Regions from separate parts of the Mus musculus genome. Here region 2 is linked to region 1. A link is a contact called in public HiChIP or PLAC-seq data. All regions are on one chromosome and are shown on one strand. Each heading gives the region's core, a stretch centred on a gene start, on an enhancer-like site or on the middle of the called end of the contact. The rest is flanking DNA. Distances are from core to core; before and after follow the strand shown. Region 1 has its middle 7.5 kb from the start of Gm3363. Region 2 has its middle 17 kb from the start of 4930447M23Rik.

Region 1 (6,930 bases), core at 995-3,494:
CAGAAATCATTACATTCATGTGTTTGCAGATTATGTAACAGGTTTTAAGTGGCCAAGAGAGGGAGGATTTTGTGGTTAGAAAAGTGGAAATGTTCTATTTAACATCTGACCCTACTGAGTCCCATCTCGAATTACTGTTGATCAAATTACAGATGATTGGCAAGCCAGGTGGGAGGCAGAATGTGTCTGATGAATCTTCAATAAACATGTTGCCACAAACCTGTGCAATTATTATTAAAATCATGAACCTAATGCTCTTATATTTAAAATAGTGTCAAGAAAAATTGTTTTGCAAAGCACTGTGAGCTAGAGGTTGCGGTAAAAGGCTCATAATTTATCTTCTCCTAGTGATTTTAGAACAAGCAAAACAGCTTTGTGAAGATGCACTAAAACATATAATTAGAGATCCAGATTAACAGTTTTATAAGCATAATTGAAAGTATTTTTGTTTTACACAAACATGCATCTCAACTTTTCATACTTCCAAATGTTGAAAGCATGTAAGAGCCTATGATCTAGGAATTAGCTTGTATGAGGAAACACCAATTGAAACCAAATAAATAGAAGCCCAAACTTTTATCTCTCTCCCAAGCCCAAATATTTGGCAATGATTCTCAACCGATTGCCTTCTAAACTAGCACTTTAATGAGACAGTAATCCAGAGCCAAAACAGAGAGAGAAAAAAAAAAGTTTGTCATGGTTGTGAAATCTTTAGGAAAGTATACGTAACACCCAAACACTGCCAAAGAAAAGCTAACCTTGAGGGCAATTTTAAGTGTTAAGATTTGATGAGAAGATGGAATCCCAGGGCATCAAGAGCAAGGAGAAACAGAAAGGAAAACAGATACAAAGTAGCACGTTAGTGAACACTTGTGAGAAAGTACTGCTGACTGTTCCTAAACAGAAAGGAAAACAAATACAAAGTAGCACGTTAGTGAACACTTATGAGAAAGTACAGCTGACTGTTCCTAAACAGAAAGGAAAACAGATACAAAGTAGCACGTTAGTGAACACGTATGAGAAAGTGTAGCTGACTGTTCGTTCTGCAGCTTTCAGGCAAAGCTCAAGCCTTGGGAGTGTCCGTGGTAGAGACTGATATGCCGGGTAGTGTTTGTTTTCTGCCTCTGTGAAGGTTTGTCTCATACTGTTCTAACTCACCTTGCGCTGGGACCTTGGGCAGATAGAGGCAGAACATTCCACCATCAGGGCCCCTATAAGGAAGCAGGGTTGAATCTTTACCCTCATTTGTTGGGGGTTATCTGTCAGGGAGGGAACAGGAGTGGAACCCTCCGCAGAAAGGCCAGCCCTGGACACCACGAAGCAGAGGTGGTGGTGAGGTTGGTGGGGCTAAGTAAATCTGGAGAAGTACATCAATTGCTCTGGGTGTTCTTTAGGCAACAACATTGCCATATTGTTCTTTAGGATATTTTCTTTCTATTGTTGGAGTGAATCTACTCTTAGAGGACTTAGTTCTGAGAAGGATGCTTTTAAGGCTCATGTAAATTTCCTAAGCAGTAAATATTTTTTTCCTATCAGCTTGTCTCTCAGTCACCTACCCCCTAGCAGCAGCTTCTCCCCCAAAACAGACACCCTACTTCGGCCAACTTTTGAGGACATTATTTTACTTACAGTTTGAGCAGAATAAACTTTATATACCTTTAGATTACACTTCTGTGAATTGTGGCAACTGTGATGTAATCACCACTGCTTTTGAGCTATAAAGTTATTGTCCAGCCTGCAGTGTACTACTTTCGTTTTCTGGCCAGGCAAAGGCTTTGTTTACAGCTTTTAAACATGGACTCTAGTTGGTCGTGATCTTTTCTGCGATTTTCCTCATGTTATGTTTTCAGATCCTTGTGAGTTGTTACCTGTATTAACACTGAGTTAATGCTAGGTTCCTTCTTGAGGGTGTGATGTGCTTTTAGACAGTGTTACCTGCATTATCCTCATTACTCCTCACCATCCTGACCAGAACAGCACTCCACTGACCAGAACAGACACTGGTAAAACCTGCTCCCTGGAAGTGGGCGCAATCACCCTCGGATGCAATCCAGGCCCAGAACGTCCCCGAAGCTGGAGCTGGGCGGCCGCTGGGCCACTGGAGTGCGCAGATGACGGATCCTCAGGCTCACAGAAGGTAGAATCCTGGCCAGAAAATAACCCGAACTCGGTCTAAGGCAGCGGTTCCGGGAGCAGCATGCTTATAAGAGCAAGGACAAACCGCACTACACCCGGCGTTTCCCTCCGCGCGCGGACGGCTCTACTTCCCGGCTGGGCGCTTGGCTCGGGGATCGTGGGGCTCGTAAGCTCTCCGTGGGCGCCTTTCCCGATGTCGTCGCTGGGCTTCCCGGGAGCAGGGGTGGCCGCGCTGCCGCCGCGCGCTGCACAGAGCTGACCTTGTTCTGCGCGGTGTCTGCTTGAATGGCGTCGGGAGTTGGGGTCGGGACGCGTGGGCCCAAGGCGCCCCGGCCTGCCATCCCCTCGGGCCCCGCAGCGGACTTTCGTTTTGTGCTGAGCGCCAGGGCATTGTTCCCCTACTCATGGACTCACCGGGTGGCTTTGTCTGTCGGCCTTCCTGGGGCGGAAGGAGGGCAAAGGCTGGGGCGTGGATTTGGATTGTGCACCACCTTCTCCTTTAGCTTTGAGCCACTGGCCGTTGTCCCCTTTAGGGTTTTGATCTTTGGGTTTTATTGTTTTCTTGTGCTCAAAATTGCGTACAGAAGCTAGTTTTCTGGCTCTTTGCACCATCATCTTGTGTTAGGAGAAAGGAAAGAAAGGAAGGAAGGAGGGAAGGAAGGAAGGGAAGGAAAGGAGGGAGGGAGGGAAGGAAGAAAGAAAGAAAAGAAAAGAAAAGAAAAGAAAAGAAAAGAAAAGGAGGAAAAGAAAGGAAAGGAAAGGAAAGGAAAAAGAAGAGAGGAGAGGAGGGGAGAGGAGGAGAGGGGAGGGGAGGGGAGAGGAGGGGAGGGGAGGGGAGGGGAGGGGAGAGGAGGAGAGGGGATGGGGAGAAGGAGAGGAGAGGAGGAGAGGGGAGGGGGAGAGGAGAGGAGAGGAGGAGAAGAGGAGAGGAGAGGAGAGGAGAGGAGAGGAGAGGAGAGGAGAGGAGAGGAGAGGAGAGGAGAGGAGAGGAGAGGAGAGGAGAAGAGAAGAGAAGAGAAGAGAAGAGAAGAGAAGAGAAGAGAAGAGAAGAGAAGAGAAGAGAAGAGAAGAGAAGAGAAGAGAAGAGAAGAGAAAAAAGAATATGAGGCCTCCTCGGGATGGTGTGCAACCCTTGGCAGAAGCAATGTGACCTCGGGGCCTAGGGGAGGGAATTGACCTGTGTTAGAATTAGGGTTAGGGGTCCTATGATTTAAGACTATCCAAAGCAAACGTGGGAAGAAACTGAAGTCTAAGAAGTCATCATCTATTTGTTCATACAACCTGTCAGGAATGAGAAAACAAATAAGTAATAGCAAATAAATAATACCAGCAAGGCGGAATGTGAGCTCAAGGCTGGCTTTAGAACTACTTTTCGCCAATTACCTCCCACAGTCATGACATTTTAAACCTTTTGCATACAGTTTATGTATTTGCTTATTGGTTTCTCTCCTTCCTGTAAACCTACTAAAAAAAAAAAAAACAAAACAACAACAACAACAACAAAAAAACACAGGAGTTCACTTTTTTTCCCTGGAGCCTAGTATGTTATTTGGCAATATATACAGCATTGCAGATATTTACTGAATCAGCAAGTTAAAAAAAAAAAAGCATTACTTAAAGGTCCTGTGAGTTGAGGATAAACATACCACAGGACACAAGGAAAATGGTTCTTAACTCGCTTTTACTTTTTGACTCAAGAACTCATAAGGAAGAAAAAGATCTCTTTCCTCTCTTCTTCTTCTCAGTCTAGGGACTCTGATGTGAACTCACCTAACGTGCACAAGGAAAATGGAAGCCCACACTGTTCTTCACTGATGTGCAGTTACAGAGTTCCCTCCAGTCTGTGGCACTGCCAGGAGTGTTCATGGCCAGCCACTGTGAGTCTTTGAAGAGTACCTAGACAACATTATACACTCTTAAAGACACACCTGGAGGGTTGGAAACTGGGCGAACCTCCCTAGTTTAGAGAAAAATGATATGAAGTACTTAAGTGGGATCCCCTCCCCCCATCTCAGACAAGCCAGCTACCCACAAGGAATTCTCCTGTATCAATTTGTATTTCTTTGGAAGTTTTGGTTAGGCAAAGTCTGCAGCTTGGCTGGACAGGCTTGTAATTCCTATCAGACCATCTCTCCATAAGAAGTAAATTTAAGATTTCATGTATTAATGTTACGATCATTCCAGTAATTATGGCACCCTAATATGGAACACTAGAGACATCTTTTGAGGTCACGCTTTCAAGTGTATCTAACCAGTGAACTATGTAACCAGTGAACATCCAGTAGTGTCAGGGACTGTCACTGGTGCCACAGGTACAGCAGGGAGCAAACAAAGGTCTCCCTGCTCTCCAACAGCATTGCATTATCACTGTGCTTTTTCTCTATTTTAATCATTAATTTGCCATCTGCCTTCTTGACTAGCTGGGCCTCTTCACTAGGTTTTTTTTCCCCTTTCCTATTTCCTGTCTCTCAATTCATTCAGAATATAAATTTATGAAATAAAATGTGATGGAGGGATGGCTCATCAGTTAAGAGTAATGACTGCTCTTCCAGAGGTCCTGGGTTCAATTCTCAGCAACCACATGGTGGCTCACAACCATCTGTAATGGGATCTGATGCTCTCTTCTGGTGTGTCTTAAGACAATGACAATGTACTCATAATAAATAAATAAATCTTTTTAAAAAAGAATGTATAACATCATGAGAAAATGTTTAATAAAATAGTGGTAGGAGAAAAAATTGTGATGAAATAAAACAAAGAAAATAGCCATTTAAGAAGCTAACTTTTAGCAAAAGGATTATTGTTTTCAAGTTTTCTTTTTTATAAAGTCTGAATATTCTTTCAGTTGGCTGTGGCGTGAATGGAAATAATTACTATCTAGTCAACTTCTATCCTTCTGTAAGAATGTTTTTTTTTTTCACCTAAACTTTGATCACAGCCAACTTTAAAATACACCACAAACATAATGTGGAAAATAGCAACATTGAGCATGTAAAACAGATGCCCTCAAGATTGATTTTCTTCCTTCCCTCCCTCATTCTCCCTTCCTCTTTCTTTCTCTCTCCTCTCCCTCTCTAGGTCTCTGTCTCTTGACAGAATCTCACAGGACAGCTCAGCCAGGACTCAAATTCGCAGCAACCTTCTTCTGCCTTAGTCTCCAGGTGCTGCGATCACAGGCATAAACCGCTATCACAGACTTCTAGGAAAAATTTTAGAAAGTAGTAAATAATACTAGCTTAGAGGTCTGGGTTGTGTGAGGAGATTCTAGTGTATAGCTCAGCCTGGGAAGGAACGGTCAGTCTCAATTTATTTTCGTTGCACTGTCCTTGATTTTCTGCCACTTGTTTGCTCTAAGTTTTCTCCCTTTACTCTGAAGTACTTGCTGCCCTCAATGTTCTCTGAAGACCATAGATTAAGTGCAAGTCTCCTCCTCCCCCATTGCCTGTTTACAGGAATTTTATTTCAGATTTGCTGAGACATTTTTTTCTGCGCGATCTCTGTTTCCCTCCTCATTGTCTTTGGGCTAAAGGGAGGATGTCAGGTGGTCTCTTCCCAACCTTCCTTTCGCAATTTCCCAAACAGTGAGGTCAGAGATGGATTATTGACCATGCTGGTGAGTCTCAGTGTTGGCTGGCATAGGAGAATCACTTGGGAGGCCTTTAAAAAAATACTGGTTCCTAGGCTGCCCTGGACCAGTTAATTTCAAATCAGTGGAATTAGAGTCCTGGTGCTGTTCTTGTTATAAATATCTAGAATACTACACGGAACGCCACTTCGGGAAGCCGTGCCATGGGTAGCTCAGATGCACGTTTATTACAAGAGTTCTCAAGCTTAGTTCCCCGTCTCTACCGTACATGGGCTGGGATTATAGGTGCGTGTCGTTAGTGGACGCACAGTTGGCTTATCCATAAATTAAAACGCTGATGGAAGAACCTTCTAAAGTTCTTTAAGATCTAAGTTTTAATGTACAATAGTTAATTTTAGGAAGATAGTTTCACCAATCCCCCTTGCTTTAAAAATGTAAAATTACTGTAAATGCACACATTAAATGTGTGTGTCTATGGGGACACCACAGCAATCAATGTTCAGAGCATTTTTATCACTCCCAAAGTTCGATCGTGCCCCTTTGCTGGCGATCCCCACCCATCAGTCTCAAACAACCTGTGATCTGTTTCCTGCCACTATTGATTAGCTTGCTTTTCTGAAATTTATATAAAGGCTCCAGGGCAGAGGATGATTCAGTAGATAAAAAGCTTGCTGTTCCAAACATGAGGAACTGAGTCTGGATCCTTACCACCACATAAAAATCACAGTGCTGGAGAAGCAGCAACAGGAGCATTCGTGGGATTTGCTGGCCATCCAGCCTGACCTACTGAAAGAGAGACCCTGCCTCAAAATCTACCATGGAGAAGCAATTGAGGAAGAAACTGGGCATAAAACTCTGGCCTCCACACACATGCACACGTGCATACAAATATTTAAGCACATAAAACCTTCATATATACTACTTTCTGGTGTCTGGATACTTTGACTCTGCCTCACGTATTCTTTTTGCAGTGTGCCTATTTTTGCATTCTTCCATTAGGAGTGGGGTCTGTTCTCCAACTCTTGAATCTAGGAAGGCACTCTAGCCTGGCTTGGCCAACAACATGCAATGCAAATGACGCTGTATGATGTATTATACCCATGTGGAACACAGCTGTTACATAAAAATGAGCTACATCACAAAATTAAGAGGGGTATGTAAGCACAGGGATGTGGGAGGAGGAAGAGAAACAGAGGGGAATAAAGACG
Region 2 (6,448 bases), core at 2,487-4,986, 560 kb after region 1:
TGGGGTAGAATCTATTTTTAAAGTCATTTTACAGACCCACTTGTGCTAAATTAGGCATGTTAAATTAACCAGATAATTTATAATTTGCTGTGGGTTTGTTGTAACTGGATTTCTTTATCAAAAGTGATGCTTCTTGGGGGTTTGTGGGGTGAAGGGAGACCGCTATGTCACTTACAGCTTAGGAAAGCCAATTCTGAGTTCTGTGAATATGGAAATACCTCTCTTTCCTATTGCTAAGTTCTAAGGGAGGCCCCTGGAACAAAGGACAGATTATGAAAAGAAAGGCCATATATTTATTAAGAATAAGTTTTGTGTGGCATGAGACCTTTCATAAAGAGAGGGAAAAAAAGGACTCAAAGACAGAGAGATCCATGTCCTTATAGTAGGCATGATGAAAACATGGATAGTTATGAACATAATTAAAGGTGGCAGGAACGGCTTCATGATATGGATCTGGGGGGGGGGGGGTCAGTAAGGCCTACCCACATTCCTCCTCATGTCCCATTAGCCTGGCCAACTCTGTTTTGTAAAAGTGCCCCCATTTTGGTTGAGCTTTGGCCATTTCTGAAGCTACAGTAATCTGGTATGAACTAAAGTCATCTGTATTTCTAGATTCTCACCCTCCCCACCCTCTGCTGATTCAGAGTCAGCTGACTGCAAGCACACACTATAGATGTGACATAGAGCCTCCGACATTTTTTTTTTAGAACTCTGTAAGTGACCTCCATTCTGCCATATGGATATGGTCTCCTCTAAGGGTCTCCTTAGACTCCATTCTGCAGTCTGAGGCATTAATAAATCTCCTGATCAATCTCTTACCCCAAAAGACAGTACAGCTGAGTGTCACCCCCTCGAACCTCAAACCTAAGATCTTCCGAGAGGATGCACAGAGGTGTGTCTTATTTGAAAAGCTACTTGAGAACTGCTTTTATGAAACTTGTAGACTCCTCTTCTTGGCCAACTAAATACAGATAAGAGCCTGGGAGTTCTTTCCTTCTGCATCTGTCTTTTCTCTTTTGGATCAGACTCCTGCTTGACTCTGCAAAGGCACTATCAAAGTTTCTCTTGTCTTGGGGGGATAACATACTCTGACAAAGCATTTCAAGGGAGAAAGTGGTGCCAGTCTAACCCATTGTTTAAGATCTTGTCCATCATGGCACTTAAGCCAAGCTGGCAAAAGCTTGAAGCACTCGGTCCCATAGAATCCGTAGGGAAAGCAGAGAATGACGAACATGTTGCCTATCACCCTTCTCTCTTTCTCCATTTACACAGTTAGGGATCCTCTGTCCAGGGAATGACTTGCCCACAATTAAGATAAGTCTTCCTTCATCAATTATCTCAATCAAGGCATGCCCAGAGGTCTTTTCCTGATGATTGTGGATTCTGTCAAGTTGACAGTTAGCATTTACCATGGTGGTCACTCACAGAGCATCTGTCAAACCTACCTCATACGCTGCCCCCCCCATCCAGTACCAAGGCTGAAACTACAGAGATAATCAAGCCGTAATCAGGCAGATACTTGCAACCTCATTTTGATGGTAGGGTAGGTTCAGAGGGATTGGCTCCTTATACAAGGTAACTAAAAACAGGATAGAAGTTTTGGTGTCTCTATTTCTATCTGTGTCTGTACTTTATACTGAAGACACAGAAACAAATAATGTAAGGGTCTGTGATTTGGCAAGAATGATACCCTAGACTCAAACAGTATGCAACAGCAAAGAGTATTTATTCAGCAGAGAACCTGCAGGCAGAGGTCCACCATACTTCAGGATGGAAGACAGAGGTGTGGATTTTGCAGGGTCAATTTAACGCCTGTTAGGGTAGCAGTGGGTGACTTTTACCTTTCTTTCCCTTGATTGGTTGGTTCTATCACCAGGGGTTTGGGTGCCTTTGTGATTGGTTAAGGCGCTGGGGTATGTTAGGGGACTTTGACTGGTTAACTATACTTGCCTGCCTCAAACTAGGTGGTGGGGCAGCTTCAAGAGCTTCTAATTAGCTGCCCGTGAGGTTGGCTCAGGCTAAGTGGAGGGGCAGCTTCCTGAGTGGCTGCCCATGAAGGGTGTTTTATTCTGGAATTGCCTTGTTTTGGACTTTTCTAATTCTGGGAAACAGAAACTTAGGCCGAGTCTCCCAAACTGCCAGTTTGCAGCCTGTCATGGAGTCAGCCTGACTCTGGATAACTCTGTCCTCTCAACAAGTCTTTGACCTTAACTTTAACTCTAATTATTTCTCCATTTTGAATTACAGGACAGACCTACCTTCCCATGAAGAGAATTATCTAGGAGGGTGAGGCTAACCTCTCAGCAATGAACAGGTTAATAATTAATGACTTATTGAGCCACCTTAGATGACAGAACACCTTCAGTACAACCTGACAGACTTGAGTTAAGACCATGAGCAATGTTTGGGTGAACCACATCTTGACTAGATTTGTCCTCTTTCTAATGAAACAGAATAAAAAAATATCCTTTCCCTGCTGTAACCATGTCTTTAAATGGTGAATTGGCAGGTGAGCTGACCCTGATGAGGCTGTCAGAACCTATACTTTTGTCTTAAAAACTCTGGGAAGAGGCTTATCCACCTGCCAAGCCATATAAAGTGGGGAAGACACCCAGAGTTTACTGAATGTGGGGACAGGAGAGTGGAAGACACCCAGAGGCCCAAAGCTACAGGATAGGATCTCCATGACACAGGGCAACAACAGGCTATCTGAGAGGAGTCCCAGTGAGAATCGAGTATTGGTAGTATAGCAGAAGCCAGAGACCTCAAACCAGACCAATGACTCACTGCAATGAAGATTTGCAAGTAAAGATGTGTGGACAAAAGGGTGACACACTCACTTCTACAATGACATATTTTGTTTGTTTTTTATTTTCTTTTGGGGGGGGTTCAAGGGTGGTGGGTGGACACAGAGGTTCCAGGAGATGAGTAGTGTCTTAGTCAGGGTTTTTATTCCTGCACAAACATCATGACCAAGAAGCAAGTTGGGGCGGAAAGGGTTTATTCAGCTTAAACTTCCACATTGCTGTTCATCACCAAAGAACAGGATAGGAACTCAAGCAGGTCAGGAAGCAGGAGCTGATGCAAAGGCCATGAAGGGATGTTACTTACTGGCTTGCTCAGCTTTCTTTCTTATAGAACCCAGGACTACCAGCACAGGGGTGGCACCACCCACAATGGGCGCTCTCACTTTGATCACTAATTGAGAAAATGCCTTGCAGCTGGATCTCATGGAGGCATTTCCTCAAGGGAGGCTCCTTTCTCTGTGATAACTCCAGCGTGTGTCAAGTTGACAAAGGAAAACCAGCCAGTAAAAGTAGGGTTGGTGTGAATGATGTGAAATTCACATAAGAATCATAAAAGTTAAAACAAACAAAAAAAAAACCCAACCAAATAAAAATCCCTTTGGAACAGCTTTGTTGAGCTGTTATGCAAATATGAAGATCACTATGTAGGCCAGACTGCCTGGGGCTTGTAATAATTTTCTACATTTTCCTAGTGCTGAGATTCCAGGTTTTATACTGTCCACAGGTCCAGTCTCTGGGGCTGAGCGGAATGGTGAGTGTCAAGGCCCAAAACAAACACACCTGGGCCAGGAGTCTGTTAAAGCAGGAACTCACTTTATTAAACTAGGCACTTGTTTATATAGACAGGACAAGGAGGTGAGGATAGGGGTATGGGGTGAGATGACACATGGGGTGGAGTGAGATGACAAAGGCTGGGGGCGATCTCACGGGTCCTATAAGAAATTGACACATCAGCAGTGGTTAGGCAGAGGCTGTCTCATTCAGGTTGGTAGGTCCTGCTGAGTCATTCTTAAGTGGAGAAGAACGACAGGTCTTGAAAATTGAGCCAGGCTCAGGTTTGTCCAACATTATACAAGTTCTGCCCCTCACAGTTGTAGGCCAATCCATTATCCACTGAGCCATCCTCAAATCCCTAGCTATGAAGGCTTTAATGCTTTATATTCAAAGCAGCTAGACTTCCTAGGACGCTGGTTTACTTTAGTTATGTTTTCAAAGGGCTTAATTTTAAAAGATAGTAATTAAATGATTCATGTTTCCTGTTTAGTTTTGTAGAGCTTTTAACAGGATCTGGCTCATTTAAACTTGTTTAGGTTGAAATCTTTTATCAACCATTTTATAACTCCTTTATAAACATGGTTATCTCATATATGAAGTATACTTAACAGATCAAGTGATAAATCTACTCATTGTCCTTGCTGCTGTTTTTGAATATATGTTTCAAGATGTTTCAAAATGTAATATATTTTTTAAAGAGATAGGCTTTCACAATGCTCATAGTCTGGTCTCTTCTAGAACTTTCTGTGTAAAGTAGGCTTGCCTTGAACTCACAGAGATCTTCCTGCTTCTGCCTCCCTGGTTCATGGATTAAAAGCAGACACTTAATATGTGTATCTAAGCAATTTTTAAAAATCATCTTTATTTTGAATCAGGGTCTCATGTAGCCTAGGCTAGCCTACAACTCACTATGTAGCCAACGATAACCTTAAACTTCTGACCTTTCTTCTTCAATTTGCCAAGTGATGGGTTACAACCTTGTGCCACCATAAGCAGTAAGGACAAAATTTGGTGCTCCAATGTAAAATAGGAACTTAACTACAAGTAGGCCAATGTTCTAAGAAAGTCTGAATGCCTTGAACAAATCTTATGGTCAGTCATAGTGAAGAATCCCTGCAACCCCAGCATTCAGAAGACAGTTGCATGGGGACTGCTGCAGGATTGAGGCTAGCCTGATCTAAAAGCAACTAGCCTTTGTCTAAAATACTGTTCTGCTCTCAGTGGGGTTTGCAAAAAGGCATTGACTTAGCTGAGCAGGTTTTGTTTGCTTCCTGCTGCTTTTGTCAGGCTTTGAGTACTAAGGAAAGGAGTTCTGACAAAGTCCAGATTCATTTAAGTTCCTGCTTCTGTCAAGCTTGTTACATGGGCACTTTATGCATGCTATTACTTTAAGGTGATTCTATGGCTTTCAAACCCTTCCCATCTGTGACTAAACAGGCACAGAGATGTGTGTCCAAACATTCGAATATTGTGAAAATATTTGTATAGTTAAAGGCACATATGCTTAACACATATAAAATGATGAACAAGTATTCTCTTTCATATAATATATATTGATTCTGGATTTGTAACACAAAATGGCTAATAAAAAATTTTAAACATCTCTACTTTTTATTATATACTTGCCATTTAGGCAAACCTTCTATTTAAACCTGTTCTAAATTTATTTATCTCAACCAAATAAGCACTTGGGTTTTGTATATATGAACTCGTAGGAACATCAGAAAATTATTCTATTGGAGTACATTGTCTGAAAATTTGTTAGAAGTCTAGATTTTTTTTTATTTTTGCCAATGCAGTAAACATGTGTTTACCTAGATAAATATTTTAAAATTTGCTTCAAAAGTAGAAACTTCAGATGGGGAGTTGTCTAGTGTGATAGTACCTGCTGCACAGGCATGGGGACCTGAGTTCAAATCCCCAGCACACACATAAAAGCTGGGCACAACCATGCAAGTCCTCATAATCATAACAGTGGTGAGAGAAGATAGAAATGGGAGGATTTCTCAGGCTTGCTGGCCTCTAGCCCAAACACACACACACACACACACACACACACACACACACACACCACACACACACACACACACACACACACACACCACACACACACACACACACACACACACACCCCACACACACACCACACACACCACACACACACACTACACACACACACACACACACACACACACACAACACACACACAAAACACACACTGCAAGTTCTTTGAGAGGGTGGACCTTTTCTTGGCTCTTACTGAGTTTAGTTCTCCGTGCTAGGATCTTAGGCAATCACTAGTAACCAAAGTCACCCCGAAGCCATTGGATTCTCAATTCCTTGTCTCATATCCAAGAAGAATATGGAAGCATGGGCAAAGAGTGAGGAAAGTGAACACTGATTTATTTAGAGAAAATTGGGGGATTCCCCAGGAGCGGGAGAGGCTACAGGGGAGGAATATGACCATGTTCTCCGCCTGGTGGGCTTTTATGGATATGGATGGAGACTAATGGTTGGAGCATCTCATGAGCAGAACGTGTGAGACCACACAATCTGTGCAACCTTCCTTCACCCAACAAGATAGTTACTCATTTATTCAGGGGATCACGTTTACTATGTGATTAACTCATGACTTCCTATGCACCTTGCCCTTGTTGTTTGAGGGCAGTTATCTCCTTTTTTAGAAGTAGAAGTTAAATTAATGTCTATGTAAAAGACTTCTAAGTAGCTCTGTGTTCACTGTTCTGGTGTCTTTGTATGTTTAGTGTATCTATGTTGCTCGATTGTGTAAGCCTTTTAGAATACAAAGCTTAGCGGAACATTTTGCTAACTTGGTATCCTCTAACATGAGATGGTCAGTGGTACTT

What was found. HiChIP or PLAC-seq counts read pairs in DNA pulled down with a chosen protein or histone mark.
Region 2: a contact with region 1 is called in a FOXA1 HiChIP or PLAC-seq map of pancreatic cancer cells. The contact joins two enhancer-like sites. A contact is called at or near these places in 1 of 484 Hi-C or Micro-C datasets (bone marrow-derived macrophages) and 10 of 115 datasets of contacts at active chromatin or transcription factors (the 230-238 cell line, the NIH/3T3 cell line, bone marrow-derived macrophages and 7 more).

The regions. Positions count from the first base shown.
Region 1 is chr2:18,764,882-18,771,811 of GRCm38.p6, forward strand. No RefSeq gene overlaps it. Among named protein-coding and RNA genes, the nearest start is that of Gm3363, 7.5 kb to the left of the region's middle. Within about 2 kb of position 2,245, at least 399 of the 459 cell types and tissues checked have an H3K27ac peak or open chromatin away from gene starts, as enhancers often do. A contact at or near this core is called in pancreatic cancer cells, where this site is marked.
Region 2 is chr2:19,324,260-19,330,707 of GRCm38.p6, forward strand. No RefSeq gene overlaps it. Among named protein-coding and RNA genes, the nearest start is that of 4930447M23Rik, 17 kb to the right of the region's middle. Within about 2 kb of position 3,737, at least 27 of the 459 cell types and tissues checked have an H3K27ac peak or open chromatin away from gene starts, as enhancers often do. A contact at or near this core is called in pancreatic cancer cells, where this site is marked.